Linked DNA regions of Rattus norvegicus: region 2 is linked to region 1. The links are chromatin contacts, called in public Hi-C maps. All regions are on one chromosome and are shown on one strand. The core of a region is the stretch at or near the end of the contact, and the rest is flanking DNA. Distances in the headings are between cores, read along the strand shown.

What was found. A called contact is a pair of places that touch in the nucleus more often than the background predicts.
Region 2: a Hi-C map of Schwann cells shows a contact between it and region 1, with 3 times the contacts expected there. The contact joins the enhancer-like site here to the promoter of Slc44a1 in region 1. A contact is called at or near these places in 2 of 12 Hi-C or Micro-C datasets (Schwann cells and frontal cortex) and 1 of 1 datasets of contacts at active chromatin or transcription factors (oligodendrocytes).

Annotation. Positions count from the first base shown.
Region 1 is chr5:72,857,718-72,861,865 of GRCr8, reverse strand. It overlaps Slc44a1 (solute carrier family 44 member 1), which reads right to left and starts at 2,866. Exons shown (of 16, transcript NM_001033852.1): 1 at 2,821-2,866. The coding sequence starts at 2,853.
Region 2 is chr5:72,900,738-72,904,375 of GRCr8, reverse strand. The region is part of intron 1 of Slc44a1 (solute carrier family 44 member 1); the gene reads right to left. Among named protein-coding and RNA genes, the nearest start is that of Slc44a1, 44 kb to the right of the region's middle. Within about 2 kb of position 1,850, at least 35 of the 93 cell types and tissues checked have an H3K27ac peak or open chromatin away from gene starts, as enhancers often do. A contact at or near this core is called in Schwann cells, where this site is marked.

The DNA of each region.
Region 1 (4,148 bases), core at 1,617-4,116:
AAGGGGAAGCCATACTTCAACAGTCAACTCTAGCACAGAAATAAAGTGTACTTTACATACACTGATAAAGTCTAGCTTCAAAGTTCCTGAGGATACCTCTGAGTATTGTATTCTGATTGGCTATCAGGGTATCATCAGAGCTTGCATGCTAGTCTTTTAAGATGCTACAGCCACTGCACTGACTAAAATAAATACACACACTGAGCAAGGCGTCAAGAGCAGAGGAGGAAAGCTGCTCCACTTTACAAGTGAGTGGTGTTAGTGACAGAACAGGAATAAATTCGGTCTCCTGCAGTCCATTTTAACTTTACAAAGTCAGGGTTTGAGTTCGGAAGAGGCTAGTCTGGTGGAATTAGACTCTCAAACCATAGAAATCGCACGACACAGATCAGGGCTGGGGGTTTGAAATCAGTGACTTGCTAGCCCAATGTTCGAATTTACGTATGCACTCCATTCAATAACTGAGGAGCTCTGCAGCATACAGTGAGGCATTGCATAAATGGAAAGCTGGGAGAGGAGAAAAAAGCAGACTCTACATTCAAGAAACTCACAGCTCAGTAGAAAATGGAATCAAACACATTCTGCCCGAAAATACATTCATGACCCCTGAGATTGGCTCGGTAATGTGCAGCGTTGTATCTAGAGAACATTTAAAGTCGTACCCCTATTTTATTTCAACACATCACGCATAAACGCAAGAGCACTCTACATGCCTGATGCTTCTGAGATGAGTGTTAAAAACATCAGGGGATCGAGAACACCTCAGAAATTAAAATGATTTTTAAAAAAATCTAAAATAAGAAAAAAAAATGATGGAGAGCCCCAGTACATAAGAACCGGCCTCGATGCTCCACTGAGCACTTCAAGTCCCTAACGCTGAACTCAAAGCATGTGGACAACTGCTGATTGGCTACAGAAATCCACAGGGGGGTGGGGGGAGCACACCCTCAGGTGCATGACAGGCATCTTGCCTGTAGAACATGGCATGCAGAGACCAGTCGCTGTGAGATGGGGTGGGGGGGGTGCAGCACTACAGCCTGGAGACAGACAACCCCATGTCCCACTGCCCGTTTAAAGCGGCGTTCTGGAGCAGAACCTATCCCTCCCACACTATCTTTCATGCACTGAACAGGCTCATCCACAAACTGTCAATACTTCCCTGTCTTAAAGGCATTTCCCCACCAAGTGAGCAACTGCACAGTAACCCAATTCTGAAAAGAATTGTAATGTGAAAGGCACTTTATGCTGGGAACTCTATGTAAACAACGATTAAGCGAGCAATGCCCAACTATTAATGGATGCACCCCCTTGCCCTAAATCGGCAACCAGTTGAAAGGTATGTGTTTGTCTACACCTCTATATGCTAATACGAAAGCCCTGATCCAGCCTTCCTTAACACCAGCCACATGGTTTCTTTGCTATCCTAACTGAATACGGTTTAACTAACTAAACCAGTCAGCCTAAGAACTGAAGAGGATCCATGCCCAATAAGCCATAAACGTCCTCCACTCGTCTTCAATTCTGGTTGTTTCTGTGACAGATCTCAGATTTTTCAGAACAAGTATGCAGGTTATTTAAAACTGAGTTATATATAGTCACTTAGCACCAAACACTTCTGTGTCACAGATGCTACATCTCTAGAGGAATTTTTTCCCCCAAAACTAGCATTTTCCTTCGCCAAGAACCAACAAGCCTTTATTTCTAGAAGCAAGCGCATACTTCTCCCCACCACCACCGCCGCCAAACAAACAAATCACAGACTACTGTTAAATTCTACGCTAATGAAACTGTGGAGAAACATCCCAGGCGTTGTCAGAGCCTATTTTTCATACACCACCACCAGACAGTTTGATGCAGTATTCCTGATTGCTTTTTATCGTATTTGTAAATACACTCACTAATCCACTAAATTAGGTAATTTACAAACAGGTCCTCTCAGTTATTAGTGGCCAGCAGTCAAGTTCTATTACATCTGATCCTTACACAGTTGTCCAAACATTTCCACCCAGGTTAAAGGCTCTGATCGGAAAGAGAAGGCGGCTAGCGAAATTTGGATGGGGGCAGGGTGGCAGCTGAGAGAAATCTCTGCATCTCAGCCCTCAGCGACAACATCCAGCCAGTGCCCACAGAAAAACTAAATTCGGCACCTCTTCCTCCTGTTACACTGGCAACAAAGAGGGAGTTTCCGTAACGCTCCCGTCACCCACCAGGTGCCCAATCTCCTTCCCAGACCAGTCCCCGCGCTCCCGCAGGGGCCTCGGTGCGCCGAGAGGCCGCGGTGCCCGGGGTCAAGGCACAGAGGGGGGGATGGGATAGGGAAAGAGCGGGTGGGATCTGTGAAATGGGCCCTGGAAGGGCACGGGGGCCCACTGAAGCACCTGATCCCAGCCAAGGGGACCGCAGGCCAGGGGAAATGGGCAGCTTATTAAATGGAGCCGAAACTGGAATAAGGTGGAAGAGAGGTGAAGAGCCCAAGCTGGGGTGCACCTTCTGGGGACACGGAAAACAGTCTGTGGGTGGCGGGGCGATCGGCGGAGGTGGAGAGCAGGCAGGCGGGCCCGAAGGCAAAGGAAGGGTATGCCTCCCCGGGCAGAGCGGGCGCCCGGGGCGCCTCTACCTGCAGACGGGCGGGACGGGCCGCTCAGGTGAGAAAGCGGGGGAGGGAGCGCAGCGGGCATTGGGGGCCAGACACGGGACGCAGGGGTCGGCGGGGACCAGAGGGGCGCAGGGCGCCACAGGGGCGCGGAGGGCACGGCTCCGCAGGCGCTCACAGCGCGGGGTGGCATCCGGGCGGGCGGCCGGGAGGCGGGAGCCCCTCACCTGCGCGGCGGAGGCGGAGCTGCAGCAGCCCATGGCGGGGCCGGAGGAGCCCGGAGGCGGCGCCGGGCGCGCAGCTACGCCCCGGAGCCCCTCGGCATGCGAGCCGGCGGGCGCCCGGGGAGGGCGCGGCCTGGCCCCGCACGACTCGGCGGCGACGGCAGCGACGGCGACGGCGGCAAGAACTCAGGAGGCGGCGCGGTTCGGGGCAGGCGCCGGCCACATCCCCCGGCGGCGGCGGCTGCGCGGCTCCGGCTCCGCTCCTGCTGCTGCAGCTGCTCCCCAGCAGAAAGGGGCGGGCGGCGGCGGCGGCACCTCCCCCTGGCCCCCGCCTCCCACCACCCGCTCCCAGTCCCTCTCCCGCTCCCTCTCCCGGACTGCAGCCGCCTCCTCCTCGGCGCCGCGCGCGTCTCCCATCAGACTCCCCGCCCCCAGTGCAGCGCCGCGCCGCGCGGACGGCGGGGCGACGGCAGCCAGAACGAGGCCGGGCCCTTGGGCGCGCGCCGGAGCCTGCGCGGCGCCGGGCCCATTTCGCGGTGGCACCGAGGCCGCGCTCTGCCTCGGGGCGAGAGGGCGTCTGAGGCCGAAGCTCCCGTGGACCCGGCCGGCTCACAGCCGAAATGCAGCCGACTTGCTTCCGGACGCGCGAGGCACGGGGAGCTCATCGGGGGTCGCTCCTTCTCCCGGGTGGGCGCGCCACCGAGGTCACTGACCCGAAGCTTTTTAGGGCTCTGGAAGCTGCTTATATTACCCAGAAGAGCGTACACGCAAAACCTCCCATGGAGAAGGAATGGGTGATGGAAGATGAAGAGAAAAAAGAAATCATCTGTTGCTCCTGTTCCCATTTTGCTGATGTGGACACTAACCCTTGAAGGAGGCCGACAGTGAGAGCACCCAACTGAAAAATGTAGTAAAAGAGCCAGAAATGGGAGGGGAAGGTAGTACTCCAGGCCCTCAAGTAAAAACCATGTTGGATCTTGACTAAACTTTCTTACACATGGCAGCACTCAGACACACACACACACACACACACACACACACACACACACACACACGCATACGCATCAATTCCTATTTAAAATATTTACCGAGGCACTCACTATATTACAGTCCAGAGATTTATTGGCGCTAAAATTAAACAGGCGATAAATAGGCAAAGTTGCTACTCTCTTACTAAAAAACTAAACCTGTATTAATATTCGCTAGGGTAGCAACAAGTTAGAATAGACATTCACAACCTTTAAGAAATTTCCAAAGCCAGAAAGTCTTTAGAAACAGTGTGAAGCTAGAGCAGTTTAAAAATGGAGAGAATAAACAAGGTCACGGTCAAC
Region 2 (3,638 bases), core at 601-3,100, 44 kb before region 1:
GGAGAAGGCAGCCTCCAAAAAGCCAGGAGGCCTCATACAGGAACTATAGGCAACTGTGGAAAGCTGGGAGCAGGAGGGATGGTCTCCCCCAGGAGAGAGCACACCAATCGACTGTGCTGGGCCAACCGTCATCCTTGAAAACATACATGCAAGCGACAGTATGTGGACTAAGTAGGGCATACTTAGCAATGCATGGATGTACATAAGCATGCAACAGTAACTACTGGGCAAGAGTAGAACGTGAACTTGAAGAACGACAAGGATGGGTGTATGGGAGGGTTTGTAGAGACAAAAGGGAAAAGGTTATATTGTAATCTCAAAAGAGGGGCGGGGGAGCTCCCAATAAGAAGTACATGAAGACGTGGAGGCGTTAAGTGGTTCCACATGAGCAACCCTGGAAGAGCAGTCAGCAGGAAGGAGCTAGCAGAAGGCAATGGAGACAGGTGAGTGCTCTGGTGTAATAGGACTAAGATTATAACAAGCTTAGTCCCCCATCTAAACAACAGCTTTGAACGAAATATCCTTAGATGAACACTCCAGATTCTCCGCTTAAAATATACACATGTACTTACATGATTTTATTAAGAATTCAGAGTTCAGGGTTAAAAAGCTCAACATTAAAATAGCTGCCTACAAGGACCTGAGTTCAATTCCCAGCACCCATGTGGTCGCTCACAACCATCCGTAACTCTAGTTCCAAAGCAGGCAACGCCTTCTTCTGACTTCCATGGGCACGTAGCACACATACATACATGCAGGTACTCACATACATAAAATGAACAAATCTTTTAAAGAAAGTAGCCGCCTCTGAGATGGGAAGAAGGGTCATTTGGTGAAGTGTTGTGTGCAAACGTGAGGACCTGAGTTTGATTGTGAGCACAGGTGTAAAAAAGCCGGGTGTGCTGGGGTGCATCTGTAACCCTAGTGGGGGCAGACAGACCAAGACAAGAGGATCTGTGGCACTTGCCCAGCAAGCCTTGTTGAATTGGGGAGTTTCAGATTCAGTGTGAGACTATCTCTCCAAAAAGAAGATGGTGGGCCCATGGACAAAGGCTCCTGGTACAACATATGCAGAACTCAATTCAACCCCCAGGATCCTCATGTGAGAAGAGAACTGAGTCCCTCAAGTTGTTCTCAGACCTCTAATGCATACTGTATGTAGCATGTGCACATAAAAGGAAGGAGTGTGTGTGTGTGTGTGTGTGTGTGTGTGTGTATGTGTGTGTGTGTCTATTGTCAAGAGTGATTAAGGAAGACACCAGATGTTACTTGCTGACCTTCACATGCACACAAACACCACACACATTATGCCATATACAACTACATAAATAATAATAACTGCCCGAAACAAGGACGGCAGGGAACCTGAGCTACAACCGTTTCTTTCTGACTCCTAAAGCACTAAAGACAAATATCTCCTTATGCCTTACACTGTTCAACTGTTACAACAAAAATACTGTTAGCTTGTTCTCAGACACCCACGCCAGAAAACAAAAGAACACTAGTTAGTCACGGTAAAAAAACCCTCACCCAAGGACTCTAACTAGGGTGGGACCCAAGATGAGTAGGCAGTTTCCTCCAGAGCAGTGCAGCGTTGTGACATTTGCAGATGGAGATTTCTCTCCGCAGACTCTGTCATTAACTAGTTGATTCAGATAAATGGCAGGGAAAGAGAGGAACTGGATCTCTTAGGTTACCTCCAACTATACAAATCTAAGATCGTGGTTGTACGTTTGCTCAAACTTTTAGGACCACAAGAAAAGCAACTAAAGTAACAATGTTCTTCTTATGTTGTCAGATGCCTGAACTGTGGTCTGTTCTTGGGAAGACACTTGCTCACTGTGTGACTAAAGAATGTTTCTTTGTATTAAATAACTTCAGTCTTGAATGGTGCCACCCACAGGAAAATTCCTCATGGACACAGAATTTGGAGACCTCTGAAATTCATTATATTTACTCCATAGTAATTTACAAAGCAGGAGCTCTACTGGAAAACACTATTATTTGTTTGTCTTAAACACAGAGCAGAGGAGGGTCAGAGCCTCAGACTGATGTAGCTGCTTCATCTGCAAGCATTTCAGAGCAACATTCCAGTGGTTACTGCTAAAGTTTCCATCTAGAACACAAAAGCTTCACTACGACAAGACACATACAAAGACTCAGCACTGCAACAGTGCCAGTGGTTGAGAGCCACTGCTGTGCCAAACACATAACAAGTCTGCACTTAACAGAAGAAGGAAGGATGGGAGTTACAAAGAAAAAAACTGGTGACACAATCCAGGGAGAGTGGAAACAAAAAAGGGCAGCTGGGTCATACACACACACTGTGACAAAGAAGACATCCCAGAAGAAGATAGCAGCCTTCATGGCAGCATCTGTCACTCAAAAGCACTGGGTTATTTTTATTACACATCAATATTCGCTTTTCAGTTTAACACCCTCCTGATTGTTAAAGTCTTTGTTTATAATGTGACCTTTTTTTCTATAAAAGGTGTAAGAATATTAAACTCTCTTTCCCCTTTAGTTATATCAAAATATTGGTCTAATGGCAGCATATTTCGCTCTGGCTGTCGTTTCTAATGCTCTCAGTGATGGGTCTCTCATTAAGCAGGAATTCCTATCCTTTACACACACTTGTCTTGCTGATGCAGGTACCATCCTTGCTCCGAAGACGAACAAACTCGGGCTCCGGAATTAAATAAGCCGCCCAAGGTTGCTTGTTCAGAGTTGTGAGGCCAGGATTTCAATTCCCAGTCCACAACTCCAAAGTCAACTCCAATAAGACTGCTAAATCCTCCTATTAGCAGTCAGTAAGTAGCATTAGCAATTCTTCACATGGCAAACACTCAGAAACCAGGCAGATAACGTTAACATCCTCTAAGTGCAGAGAAACTGAGTGAGGCATATTATGAGCCATGAAATTTCTCAAGCGAGCCAAGAAGCCCAAGAGTTGAAAATTTTTAATGATTTTTTAAACAGATGTAACCAAGTGACAACTGGATTTAATGCTATCTGTTTCTTCCAATTAACATCTCATACAGACCCAGAAAATGTGCTGCGGGCGCACTTTTAAAACGTGAGTTTTATTCTTTCATCAGATTCTACAGAAGATTAATATAGACTGTCGATAAATGTTAGGTCTTTCTCCTCTCACAAAAATCTTACCGTTTGGGAACTAAATAGAACCAAGTACCCATGCGGAGTCGGCCTTTAATGAGTGACTGAGACCGGGAGGGAAAGAGGAAAGGTCTCGGCAGACTCCTACTGTACCCACAAACTCTTTCAATCCTCAAAACATCCCCGTCGGTATTGTACAGTCTCCCCTTTTCTATTATTTGGGAAAAGAAATGAAGGCTGAGGGGAAGCTTTGCTGAAACCTGAGTTCTCAAACTCTAGCAGAGAGATAACAATATGAAGAAATTCTCCAGGAAATGCTGGACGCTTAAAAAAAAAATCTAAAATAAGCACAGCCAGGTGTGTCCGTAAGTAAACATGGCCAAGGAAGCAATGAGCAACGTCAAGGTACCCAACACACACAGGAAGGAATTCCAGCTTAGAACCAGAAGCACCCTATTGAAAGGGTATGACAAAGATGACATGATCTAACATACACAAGCAGGAACCAAAAGGAGGATGGG